2 separate regions of the Ovis aries genome follow, and region 2 is linked to region 1. The links are chromatin contacts, called in public Hi-C maps. All regions are on one chromosome and are shown on one strand. Each heading gives the region's core, a stretch centred on a gene start, on an enhancer-like site or on the middle of the called end of the contact. The rest is flanking DNA. Distances are from core to core; before and after follow the strand shown.

Region 1 (6,864 bases), core at 3,059-5,558:
AAATACCTCGAAGCCAAGCGAGTTAGAGGCAAAAGAAACTTCCAGTGTAAGGGTGGGAGTGAGTGGGAGGAAGTTGGAAGGGGGCATAGCTTTGTTAATTACTTCAGGCAGCAGAGAAATCTGGTTATGTTTTCTCAGCACATGTTAATATCATATAAAGAGACACGAGATCTTGCTAATCTGTCGACCCCTCAGACAAAGTTTATTTGTGGTGACTTTTAAACTCCTGACTTGCCTTCCAATCACCGAGTTTAAAATGAAAAGCTTTAAATAAACACCAGGAATAGAAGATAAATAAACTTTTTTTCCCCCTTGCAAGTGCCTAGCTTGGCGAGGTTCAGACTCAAATCCCCAGAGGACAGAGCGCTCTCTTTTGTGTTAATGTTTAAAAGATTTTCCAATGCCGGAGTTTATTCCTACTGCAAACATTTCTATTTACAAGGTCAAGTGTATCAGCACTCGACACAGCTTAAGAGTGTAATTATTTATCTAAGGGCGTTTGAGTGTAGATCAGTAGCTCTGGCAGGAACCCAGCCTTCAGCCCACTGCTAAACAACTCCTCACAACAATATTACAAGTTCTGGTAATTGTTCCTCTCCCCAGTATGTTTACTTTTGCCCGCCTGAATGTTTTGTAACAAAATTTTGTACTTTTTCACCCAAAGTGTGAAAATGACTTTGAAGTTGAATCTCCCAGGTTTCCTAAGACCTATTGGTAACAGATGTTATTGGCATGTTTGATTGTAGGAGGACAAGGACTTCTAGTAGCCAGAAAAGAGACTCCAGAGGATGGGGGGTGGGGGGGGTGGGGGTCCCAGTGGAAAGGAGGGAGGGTAAAGAGATGTGTGGGTTAGCCCCAAACTATGCCAAGCCTCTCCACAAATGTAAATACCAATGGAGACCAGTCAAATTACATCTTTTTAGCTGCCTCATTTACAGATGTTTAATTGTTCATTAAATTGAAGGCAGAAATAATAGCCCTCATTTCTAGTCTTGTACTATATTTTAATTTCAGTTGATGGTTGATAGATTCCCAGTGGCCCCTCCACCCTGCTTCTCACCCATTATTGGGTTAACCACAATGTGACTCTGGAAAGTAACTACACCATATTCATTATTTAAAACTCTTTACTGATGTACACATTTTAATAAAATCAAATAACAACAACAACAACAAAAATACACAAAGCCACAGTTACTTAAAACATAGGATTTTTTTAAAAGTCTATAAAAATACAATGTTTAAGGCAGTTTGGAAATGCATTTATACATTTCTACAATGTTCATAAATTCTCTTGAAAATAAGAATGTTAACTTCAAATCTATAAAATACACTGTACATTTTTAAACTGTTCTAGATAGAGCACACTTCACAGTTGATGGTGGTTCTGGATCCCTGGTGACAAATGGATTCTTTACACTTCAGGCAAGAAAGGTGTACCATGGATGTGGATTTAAATTTTTTAATTTCTTCTTTAAAAATAAATTATTTCTGAAGCATACAATTTATAAAAATTCTATATACAAAATACAGCAACTGGTAACAAATCCCAGTTTTAATACATTTTATATACTAAGTACCAGGGGTGAGCGCCCTGATAAAAGCAGAGGCAATATATGTTCTCTGCATATTTGTACATACAATTTCTTGGTGTAAAGAACAAAAATGACAACAAAACAAACATCATAAAGAGGCTTTCATAAATGGCAGTGCAGAGCTCTTTTAAATAAAAACTTGCATTGTTCAACACCACTAGCAACTCCCTAGATAGCATTTTTGGATCCTTAATCCTAAGCAATGTGCTAAGAGATCTGAGTGGTGGCAATGAAATTAAAGTCAAGGGCTCAAAACTATCCAAACTCAGGAAAATTAACCCTTCTCATACCCTCCACCCTCACCCCCCCCCCCCCCCCCCCTTACAAAAACAATTCTGGGCGCGGAAACCAAGAGTAAACGAGAATCGGTTACGATTGCAATGTCCTCACTGGCCACAATAAAAGTCGATACTGTAACCTCCCCCCGCCCTCCCCCCGCCCCGCCAGGAGAAATACTAATAAACAGTCCCTATGCAAATATAAATCCTTCTTCAAAACTCCCGCTCCAAACCCAGTCCCTAGAAACTCTTAAGGCCCCACTGGTCATCATTCTCTCTTCGGAGTCCAGGACAACGGTTCTGTCCCCTTGCCAGGCCCGTTTCATCCCAGGGGTCTGGAGCTAGGCCGGCTTCTGCGGGGAGTTTCTGGAGCCTGGAATGGGGGCAGGGAAGGATAACCAAAAAGTCCTGCTCCGGAGAGGAGGCGAGGATCGTGCAACAAGTCGAGGGCAAGAGATCCGCTAGACAGAAGCCACCTAGAAAACGTTTTGGGAAAAAAATCCTCGACCACCCCTCTGTCCCCGAGCCACAGGTGCCCCGTCGCCGACCCTCCCGTGGCCGACGGCGGGGGGCGCGAGGGCTAAAAGAGCAGCGGGAGCAGCAAGATGGAGGCGAACAGGGTCCAGGCGCTTCGGGGTGCCGAGCGGCAGCCGCCGCCGCCGCTGCTCCTGCGCCCGGGCCCGTAGGGCAAGTCCCCACGGCCGCCTGCCGCAGCAGCGCCGCCGCCCGGGCGCGGCGGGTGCGGGACCCCGTCATCGTCGTCCAGCGGCTGCTCGCCGCCCGTGCCCCCGGTGCGCTGCTCGTCGTCGTACTCCTCGTCGTAGTAGTCGTCCAGGCCCCCGTCCGAGCCGCTGCTGCCCTGGCCATTGCCCAGTTCGGCGCCGAAGCACAGGCGAGCCATGTTTTCCTTGACCGACTCGCAGATGGGCCGTTCCAGGCCGTCGCACACGCAGTCGTTGAGCAGTGCCGCCTTGGGCATGGCCAGCATGTCCTCGATGACCGTGCGGCACTCGTCGGTGCAGCGCAGCCCGTTGAAGAGCTTGCCACAGTAGGTCAGGTAGCGGCTAAGCGCCAGGTTGCAGCGGCTGTCGCGGTCACAGCGCCTCCGGGCCTCGGTGCAGCCCAAAACCCCGCCCGCGCCCGCGCCGGGGCCGCCTGCGCCGCCGCCGCTCGTCCGGGGCAGGCACGGCTCAATGGCGCGCTTGGTAGACTTGCAGTTCTCGTCCTGCGCACAGTCACAGTCCTCCAAGGCGGGCCCGCGACGCGTGTGGTTGAGCTGAATGAGGGCCGAGATGCAGTGGCTCGGGCAGCGCCAGCGCGAAGAAAAGGAGGCGGCCGAGGCCGGGAAGGCGGCAGCTGCGGCGGCGGCCCCCGGCACGTCGCTCCCGCCGCGCTGCGCCAGCACCGGCGCGCACGCCTCGGCGTACTGGTTGTAGGCGTAGCTGCACTCCGGCTCCCCCTGGCACTGCAGCAGCGCCTGCCAGCAGATGAGGCGGCGGCCGTGCGCCAGCCCCGAGCCCCGCGGCGCCGAGCCCAGCAGCTGCAGCAGCGCCATCAGGCACAGCCAGGCGCCCGGCACGGTTCCCCTGCGGGCCCCGCCGCCGCCGCCCAGCAGCCCTGTGACCATCGCGGGCAGCGGCGGCCGCCGGGCGAGGAGCGGAAAGGAGACGAGGCGCGGGGAGCGGCGGACGCAGAGCCGGCGGAAAAGTTTGCCCCAGTCCTGCCAACTTCTTGCATGAGGGTTTTCATAAATCCATGCGCGCCGCCGGCTGTTGCCCCGCTGCTTGCAGAAGGTCGGCTCTCGCTTGGGCTGCGGGGGCTTCCTAGAAGTGCACGGCCGTGGAGAGCCCCTCCGGTCGGCCCCCGGCAGTGGCGGGAGACGTTCACTGCCGCCCTCGGAGGTTGCTGGCCGCGGGGCCGCGGCGGGGCTGCGGGACCGCGCGGCGCCGCGGGTGCATTTTGCTCTGCGCCTGCAGATCCGTTGTGCGGCCGCGGCGGCTCCTTCCTCCCGGACTCAGTGCCGCGCCGCCGCCGCGGGTTCTCGCATCGCGCCGCTTCCTGGCTCGCGTCCGGGCGCTGCCCGCCTTCCCGCGGCCCGGCTGCCCGCGTCCCCTCCCCCTCCGCCCGCGGCGACCCCGGCCTCGGCTCCGGGGAGCTCTTTCCGGGCGGCACGGTGAAAACGGGAAACTCGGCGCGGCGGGAGAGCAGCGGCTCCCGGGCTTCCCTCGGCGGCGGCTTCTCGGGTGACAAGGAGCCCGGGGAGCGGATCCGCTGAGCCCGGCTGCGGACTCGCTCGCTGCGAGGCTTTAAATACAAAAATGGGCCGGGAGCCCCCGCGTGGTGCCGTGGTGCCCCCTCATTATGCATGCATGGAAAAGCAAACAAACAAAAACATTAGCAACGCTCCTCCGGCTCGCCGAGCCCCGGCCCCGCGCGCTCCGAGCCTGCCCGCTTTCTCCTTTCTCCACTCTTTCGCCCTTTGCTCGGCCCCCTTTCCCGGCTTTTCGAGATGCTATTGGTCCCGCCTGTTGTTGTTGAAACTTTTTTTTTTTTTTTTTTACGAGCCGCTGGAGTGGGGTTGCGGAGTGGGGGAGGGCGGGGAGGGTGGTGGGCAGCTCACATTCAGGCATTCAGGGCTTGAAAGGAACGGCTTAAGGAGCCTGACAGAGGCCCGGGAGCTCCTCCTACTCTTAAGGAGGCTCGGATGTGGAGCCCTTGCCCGCGCACGGAACCAGCGGGCCGGGCTCAGGGGCAGCTGTTTGCATCCGGCTTGGTCACTATCCTTTTTGTTTGGTTCTTCTTTTTTTCCTTTCTTCTTCTTCTGTTTTATTTATTTGGTACTTTTATTAATTCTGCCTGGCCCTCATCCGTGCTTTCGACTGAATTCAAAATTCAATTTGTTTTCCGAGTTCCCCATCTTTGCCGGGTCATCACGGAGGGGAGGAGAGAACCCAGAGAATTTAATGTGGAACTCTGAAACTTAAAAAAAAAAAAAAATCCAGACACACACAAGACAGAGGCAAAAGCTTTAGCTAGGGGGATATCAATAGTCACCAGCCTTTTCAGCCCCCACCCAGCACCCTGGTTCCCATTTACCGATCTGGCAGGTATGGCCCTGGAGCCAGGCATTGTTGTCATTTTCAAGACAGAAATCCAATAAGTCAAATTAATTGTTTTTAAGAAGGAAAGTTTCTAAAAGACGGTATTTAAAAAAACCAATACATTAAAAATATTTAGGGATGTTGCGCAGTACCTTCTGGCCGCAGTCAGAGCATAAGAGGAAGGGGATAACTTGGCATCCTCCAAGGTTTCTATGCAAGCGTCTGTTTCAGTCTCCCTCGGTTTTAAGGGAAACCGCTGCCTACAGCAGCCTCTGCGATCCAGGCGCGGGAGTTTGCGAACTACCTTAACTGCGGCGCAACGCAGCCTTCGACCACCAGAGGCACCGGGCGTCTGCAGCCTGTCAAAAACTGGCGCTTTTTTCCTCCCCTTTCCGTGGAGAGACTATCAACTCCATCTGTCACAAAACTTCAGGCTAAATCTCCTCTGGTGAAGCCGAGGCAGCCGGGGCTCCAGTACGCACAGCGTTCGGCTGTCCGCCTCTCCCCAGGGGCCCGGTGAGTTGGAAATGGCAAAAGTTAGAATAGAGACACAGCGTCTGCAGACTTATCAGGCTGCAGAAAGCCTCCTGTTCCTGCGGAGCCTGCTGCATTCCTCAGAGGCTCAGGGTCTGCATTAGGAAGCTGCATTTCAGCAATTCCCCAAAACAAAACGAAACCAAATAAACCTTAAAAAGCCAGGGTGAAGTAAGACAGACCTCGTTGCTCTGACTTGAATAATGGAGAACGCACAAACAACAATAGCAATCTATATTTAAATACATTAAGTCTGCAACTGGATGGCCCATTGGAACAACCACTTCCCAGATTCTAGGGCATTTTTTGTTCGTTTTTATTTTGTTTTGGTTATTTGGAATTGTAATCTCCGTCCTGCCGGAAGGGGTTGGACAAGTCACACTCCCTTGACTTGGACCTTTCACATGTAAGGTACAAGGCCAGATTGGACCCTTGGAAAACGTCTTTTCACGTTTAATGCGCTGTGGCTTCAGGCTCATAAGAACAAGGTCGACAGTCAGCTGCATTTTAAACTGACGTTTGGTTTGTTGAGTTCCTTTGGAATAGTGGGTCTCAAACCTTATTGAGCTTGAGACTTGCCTGGTGGCCTAGTTTAAAGCCACACTGCTGGGTCCTCTCCTGGAGTTCCTTTTGCAGTAGAACTGGGGTGGGGGTGGGGAGTAAGACTGCATTTCTAACAAATTCTCAGGGAAAGCTGCTGCTGCCTGTTGGGAATCAACATTTGAGAACACCCTTTCTAGAGGTCCACATGTTTTGTTGTTTTTTTGTAAAAGTAGCCCCCATCCTGGCCTTGATAGAGCTCAGTGGGATTTCAGAAAGGCAAAGAGCTTTGAGAACTTTGGGGGAGTCACCTCAGCACCCCTGCCTCATGGCATTTCAGGCCAGCATGGCTTTCAGCAGCTGGAAAGACCAAACTTTTGAAAAGGAGGCTATGATGATGAGATAGCAGGAGGAATGAGCCCCTTCCCCCATCGGCCCCAGAAACTGAGTACCACCTTGTCTCACGTTCAGGTTTTCATTGATAGCCACCAGATCTCCAAGCCCTCTCTCATCACCCCCACACTAATCCCCATATCACTCTGTACATCCCTTAAGCTGACTTAAGCTTAAGTCATGATTCCCATCTTGAGCTTTTACCCCCACACCCCACCCCCTCAAATCCCACTTCAACTGGAGTCTCAGTTTGTTCTTAGCAAAATCTTGCATATTCCCAAGCTGCCTTCTGAGCTGAATCTCCACCTTCTTGCTCTAATTAAAACCAGCTGGAACATATAGAATAGGAGAAAATATTTGCAAACCCATATCTGATAAAGGATTAATGTGCAAAATATAACAGGAACTCATACCATTCAATAA
Region 2 (6,864 bases), core at 2,400-4,899, 680 kb before region 1:
GGAGTTGGTGATAGACAGGGAGGCCTGGCGTGCTGCAATTCATGGGGTCACAAAGAGTCGGACACGACTGAGCGACTGAACTGAACTGAAAAGTTTCCATGATAAAAAAATGTATGTGTATACACATCACTATAGCAATAGGCTTGACTTGCGACCTACATCTGCAAATTTGCTTTTAAAATATGTCAGAATGCTAAAACTTAGATGTGAAAATTGTGTGTGTGTGTGTGTGTGTGTGTGTTTGAATGAACCTTTTATTTTAGAATAGGAAACATGGTAGTTATGGCAAACAAAATATAGAAAGATTGGCTTAAAAATTTGAATGGATTTTGAGAAAAGGCTACTTTGGGAGCCTTTTTTTGTAAACATTTCATTTTTTGTGGGATGTGAATCATGTGTTGGAATCACCTGATTTAGCTGTGGTATAACTAAGTCTGGAGGTTTTGGGGGACACTCTGTTTTTAAACTTCCCCACCACCAACCATGATTATGGTTACATGAGATTCGTGTCTTAAAAAAAAGAGATCTGTGTCCCAAAGCTCTGGAATTATTTAAACCATGTACTTTGGAAGCTCGTCTTTGTTCTCTTTGAGCCATAATGTTATGTCTGCTTTTACCACAATCATATGGATAAGGAACTGTCAGGTCAGGCCCTCTCCCATCATGCCACAATGTAGAATCTGCTTTACAAAGTCAATGGAAAACTCTCTTCTTGCTTTATGAAGAGGTCAGAGATAAATATTCCAGTGCATTGTTTTTAAAACAACAGAGATAATCTTGTTGATTTTTTTTCATAAGAAAAAAGTACTCATAAAAATTTGGGAGAGAGTTATAGTGGGCCCTTGAAAATACTTGTGGTTAAAAGTGTGGTGCTATTATATTCTTGCAAATGTGAAACGTTCAGATTTCTAATGTGCTCAATGAGATACAAAGAGAAAAGTTGTTAATTATGGAGTGTTAAATTCAGGGCAGCCAGATATACTTCAATTTGCATGATAAATATTCACTCTTTAGGAAAGAAATTGTTACAGAATATTTTCTTCCCATTGAGTAGGACATGTACTCTTCCCCTTTGTATGTTTTCTTTATTATATGATAATCCACTTTCTGACACTTCTTTATCATATCAATAATAAAATCTATATATGTTGGGCTTTGTGTGGGTTCATAAAGCAACTTTTCATCTATTAATGTCATTTCTCCAACAAATGGCTTCTTTTCTTCATGTTTTCATCTTTTATTTTTATTACAGTATTGTTTGTTAATTTCTACAATCACCAGGAACACTGAATTAGCAATACCAAAGCATTACTCTTAGGAAAAATACAGGGTCCTAACAATCTCTGGTCATAATATTTATACAACTAGGTAAATTGGTCAATACATAAACTTGTTTTATGTGTGTTTTTGTTTAAGGAGATTTTATTTAATATATTATTATTGATTTATTAAAATTGAATTCACATTGATAGCACTAAAACTCATGCCTGAAGGAAGCTTATCTGACACATATTCTTTCTCTGTAAGGTACATCACAGCCTTCTTGCACTTTGGAATACTGGACAGCCCTTCTGCACTATGCTCAGGGGTCATTTTAAACAGTGAAAGCATTAACAAAAAGCAAAAAGTTGTGAAAATCATGGCGCTACATAGACCCAGAAAAGGACACAGTTTGTATTATGAAAGCTGAAATAAGGCAGAGCCCTCTTAAACTGTTGTGAGGAAAGCATATATGGTAATACTATGCTTGGCAAGTAGTAGGTTCTCAGTTACGTACCCAGGATTGGTGCGGGGATGGGTAGCTTCATGGAGAAAGCCTTGAGCTGAGCCTTGACGTGTGAGAAAGGCATCCATGGTGCATGCTGGTGGGAGGAGGTGCACAACACAGTGGGCTTCTAAGCCCTTTGTGGTTTTGTGCCTTATATGCCCCCTTGTAGTCAAGCATGGTGCTGGGAATATAATAGTTACTCAGTTAATAAATGTTGACAGGTTTTGATCTCTTTGTCAGCTGTTGCTTTGCTAAGCCACCTGTTTTCATAACAACACATATCTTTGGCATGTTATATACCAATCTTTGGAGATTTAGTCTGTAGTAATTGAATAACAGAATGTACATACTTCAACTAAGAGTTGTATACTTCCAAACTGATTTTGAGTAAGAATGTGGCTGGAAAATGAAAGACAGGGAGAAAGAAGATAAGAAAATAGGTGTGTGTGGGAGAGAAAGAGAAAAGTGACAGGTATCATTGTGGGTGAATCTTAGCAGTATAATATTAAGTGCAATAGTGATTTCCCAAAGAATATATGCTAACATATCATCTGGAGAAACAGGGCACCTAATGTCACCAGTGAGGGGCCTCTGAATGTGATTTACTGAGAAAAACATAGCACATAGCATCACTTCTGTGATATTCCTGCCAAAATAAAAATCCTGAATGCAATAGAAAGGAAACATCAGGAGAACCCAAATTGAGTGATGTTAATAAAATACCAGACAAATATTAAATGTCATGAAAAGCAAAGAATGGTGAAGGAAATGTTTGAGATTAAAGAAGACCAGAGACACACAACTGAATGCTGTTGGAATCTGGATCAGATTTTTGTACTTGAAAAAATTGCTGTAAACACTATTGTGGGGACAGTTGAGAAAACTTAAAAATGGACTGTTGCTAAAATATAAGTATAGAATCAATGTTACATGTTCTCATTTGTGGTTATGTAGGAGATTTGCCTTGTTCTTAGGAAATACACACTGGTATGTTAGGGGGTGAAGAGGCAAGATACATGCAACTTACTTTCAAAAATGTTGGAGAATAATAACTCTCTATAAACAAATATATAAGTCAAATATAAATAAAGTATATCAGGGCTATATGGCGAGTTCTTTGTGCTTTCCTTGAAATGTTTTTGTAATTTTGAACTTATTTCAAAATAAAAAGGAAAAATCTATAAAATAAAGCTAAAACAAAAAAGTAGATATAGCACTATACCTTCCATAGACTTAAGATACTAGAATAAGATGTTCTAAAGAAGAACTACATGTAGAAACAATAAAACTGTATTAAAGGAAGGCATGATGGCCAGGATTTGGTATGGCCGCCATTCTGGGTTGGGGAACCAAGGGGTAGGATAGAAGGCTACCAAATGTTGTCCTGTAGAATACCGTGAGATTCCCCCTTTTTGTTTCAGCAGTTATTAGATTCACTGGTGCTTATTACATTATTAAAAACAAGAAATTAGAAAAAGCATGAGCCAAAAAAAAAGAGGGCTGTACATAGAATGTGCTGAGAGTGTCATGAAACATATAACATAATCTATTTGTTTTCATCTGAGGTCAGTTTAGAAAAAAAAAGCAAAACAAAAATGGTAAGTGAGAGAGAGGGCAGAGGGAAAGAGAAATGGAAAAATCAGAGTCAGAAAAGAATGGGACATAAGGTCTTTTGAGGGAAAAGAAAAAAAATAAAGCAAGTCTGAAGAAATGAGTGAGAAAAGACTGAGCTTATTTCTGAGAGAAGAATGGGTTGGAAGAAATCGAAAGAATGAGAACTGGGAATGCTGAGGCAGAAGAAAAACCTAAATGGCATTTCTGAACCACAAGAGGGACACTGTGTCTCCACAGAGGAGTGTCAGCCAAAGGGCCAGATTCCAGGAAAGGGTGATGTGGTTAAAACACACACTGAGGCTTAGGTCTGCAGAAGGCTGACACTCAGCCAGCTGGGCTTTCCCAAAAACTTGGAGAGTTGCGGTCAGTTCTGGCTTCTTCAATACTCCAAGCTATTAGTTAGGAGAAACCGCTGGGTTAACCTGTGGCCGTAATCACCCATGATTAAGCCTAGGTATTTGCTGTCGGTAACTGAAGGCCCTCCTCTGGGAGCTGCCATCTTGTCTCAACCTCTGGTGTCTGGTGGAAGCAGTGCATGCTGGAAACGCACAAGGGAAACTGGGGACTGTGCAAAGTGCAGACGCATTGATCAAGGAAATTTGTCACCCGTAAGCATTGTCCTGTGGCCTTTGAACGCTCAGTGATGACAGGCCAACAAATGACTCTCCTTATCAGCACTGACATAACCAGAACACTCTGGAAATGCACAAGCTGTCTCCAGGTTTGGTCCTTCCTCTGTTTTGCTCTCTGATCTTTGGAAAGAAACCAGCCAAAGAAAACGCCTCTGTTGGAGTGGGAAAGAGCTGATTCATTTTGCCCTCGTGAGGGGGAAAACAAGCACTTTAGCTCCTGCTTACCTAGCCTTTGGGGCTTTCCTGGTGACTCAGACAGTAGAGAATCTGCCTGCAATGCAGATGTCCCAGGTTCGATCCCTTAGATCCCCTGGAGAAGGAAATGGCAGCCCACTCCAGTATTCTTGCCTGAAGAATCCTGCAGACATGGGAACCTGGCAGGCTACAATCCATGGGGTCACAAAGAGTGACTGCTCTTCACCTTGGATCTGTTTTTATGCTGAGCTAATAACAGCCCCCTGAACAAATGGTGATTTCCTCTTATCACTCCCTCCATTCACTTGAAATGTCCTATATCTCCCTATTTCTCTCAACCTGGGGAATGAATAATTTCCTTTGAAGTTAAATAAATGCTCTGTTTGAGTGGTACTTCTTCCATAAAACTCCTATATCCTGTGCCCCTGACCATCCCACTTACACACAGGGTCTCTCACCCCTTGGGAACCCCTCCTGTGTTCTTTGGATGTCTTTCAGAGTTAGAGTGCTTCACTGCATTGATTTACATATCTTCTACTTCTGTCCTTTGAGGACAGAACATTACATTCAATATCCAATGAATGTTGAGCAGCTCTATGATGAATAAGGCCATGTTAGTGCTTTATACACCTTGCCTCATTTAAGCCTCACACAGCCCTAGAAGGTGGTTACTATTAACATTAATCCTGTCCTTAGAGAAAACAAGCCTCACAGAGGATAAGCTATTCATCTAAGACCATAGCATTATTAACCCGTAGAAGTTGGATTTCAACATAGATAGTCTGACTTCAGAGTCCTCCCTTGATAGTTCAGTTCAGTCACTCAGTTGTGTCCAACTCTTTGGAACTCCATGGACTGCAGCCTCCCTGTCCATCACCAACTCCTGGAGTTTATTCAAACTCATGTCCATTGAGTCGGTGATGCCACCCAACCATCTCATCCTCTGTCATCTCCTTCTTCTCCCACCTTCAATCATTCCCAACATCAGGGTCTTTTCAAATGAGTCAGTTCTTTGCATCAGGTGGCCAAAGTATTGGAGTTTCAGCTTCAACATCAGTCCTTCCAATGCATATTCAGGACTGATTTTCTTTAGGATGGACTGGTTGGATCTCCTTGCAGTCCAAGGGACTCTCAAGAGTCTTCTCCAACACCACAGTTCAAAAGCATCAATTCTTTCTTTATAGTCCAACTCTCACATCCATACATGACTACTGGAAAACTATAGCCTTGACTAGACGGACCTTTGTTGGCAAAGTAATGTCTCTGCTTTTTAATATGCTGTCTAGATTAGTCATAACTTTTCTTCCAAGGAGTAAGCATCTTTTAATTTCATGGCTGCAATCACCATCTGCAGTGATTTTGGAGCCCCCCAAAATAAAGTCTGCCACTGTTTCCACTGTTTCCCCATCTGTTTGCCATGAACTGAAGACCAGATGCCATGATCTTGGTTTTCTGAATGTTGAGCTTTAGGCCAACTTTTTCACTCTCCTCTTTCACTTTCTTCAAGAGGCTCTTTAGTTCCTCTTCACTTTCTGCCATAAGGGTGGTGTCATCTGCATATCTGAAGTTATTGATATTTCTCCTGGCAATCTTGATTCCAGCTTGTACTTCATCCAGCCCAGTGTTTCTCATGATGTACTCTGCATGTAAGTTAAATAAGCAGGATAACAATATACAGCCTTGATGTACTCCTTTCCCAATTTGGAACCAGTCTGTTGTTCCATGTCCAGTTCTAACTGTTACTTTCTGACCTGCATACAGATTTCTCAAGAGTCAGGTCAGGTGATATGGTATTCCCATCTCTTTCAGAATTTTCCACAGTTTGTGGTGATCCACACTGTCAAAGGCTTTGCCATAATCAATAAAGCAGAAATAGATGTTTTTCTGTAACTCTCTTGTGTTTTCGATGATCCGACGGGTGTTGGCAATTTGATCTCTGGCTCCTCTGCCTTTTTTAAAACCAGCTTGAACATCTGGAAGTTCATTGTTCATGTACTGTTGAAGCCTGGCTTGGAGAATTTTGAGCATTACTTTACTAGTGTGTGAGATGAGCGTAACTGTGTGGTAGTTTGAGCATTCTTTGGCATTGCCTTTCTTTGGGATTGGTACATCCCATGATAGTACAGCCTCCTGAATAATCATGAGTTACAGGTGGATCAAGATGTTGAGCATTTCTACCTACTCTATGTATTTCCATGCTCAATGTAATCATTGGTTGTTGTTTAGTTACTAAGTTACATTTGACTCTTTTGTGACCTCATAGATGTAGCCCATCAGGCTGCCCTGTTCATGGGATTTCCCAGGTAAGAATACTGGAGTGGGTTGCCATTTCCTTCTCCAGGGAATCTTCCTGACTCAGGGATTGAACCCATGTCTTCTGTGTAGCAGGTGGAGTCTTTGCCACTGAGCTACCTGGGAAGCCCCCAATGTAATCATTGCGTCTAATGATTATGGTGAATATTCATGAAATCTAAGACATGAACTTTGCCTCAAGTAGCTTGAACCACTTGAGAAACTCCAACTAATATATGGAGCATTTCATGAGCAATGTGAAATAATAGACACTCATAAATGTATGTATTTTTTTTAATGTATGTATTTTTGGCACTTCTATATACAAGGCATCTTGTGTAAATTCCAAGGGCTAGAAAGAAA

What was found. Hi-C and Micro-C count contacts between places; a contact is called where the count stands out from the background.
Region 2: a Hi-C map of tail adipose tissue shows a contact between it and region 1, with 8 times the contacts expected there. The contact joins the enhancer-like site here to the promoter of GAS1 in region 1. A contact is called at or near these places in 2 of 16 Hi-C or Micro-C datasets (skin fibroblasts and tail adipose tissue).

The regions. Positions count from the first base shown.
Region 1 is chr2:32,794,736-32,801,599 of ARS-UI_Ramb_v3.0, reverse strand. GAS1 (growth arrest specific 1) reads right to left here and starts at 4,308. Exons shown (of 1, transcript XM_015092769.4): 1 at 1,110-4,308. The coding sequence starts at 3,500. The coding sequence ends at 2,454.
Region 2 is chr2:33,475,821-33,482,684 of ARS-UI_Ramb_v3.0, reverse strand. All of the region lies in intron 2 of LOC121818606 (a long non-coding RNA gene), which reads left to right. Among named protein-coding and RNA genes, the nearest start is that of TUT7, 32 kb to the left of the region's middle. Within about 2 kb of position 3,649, at least 4 of the 54 cell types and tissues checked have an H3K27ac peak or open chromatin away from gene starts, as enhancers often do. A contact at or near this core is called in tail adipose tissue, where this site is marked.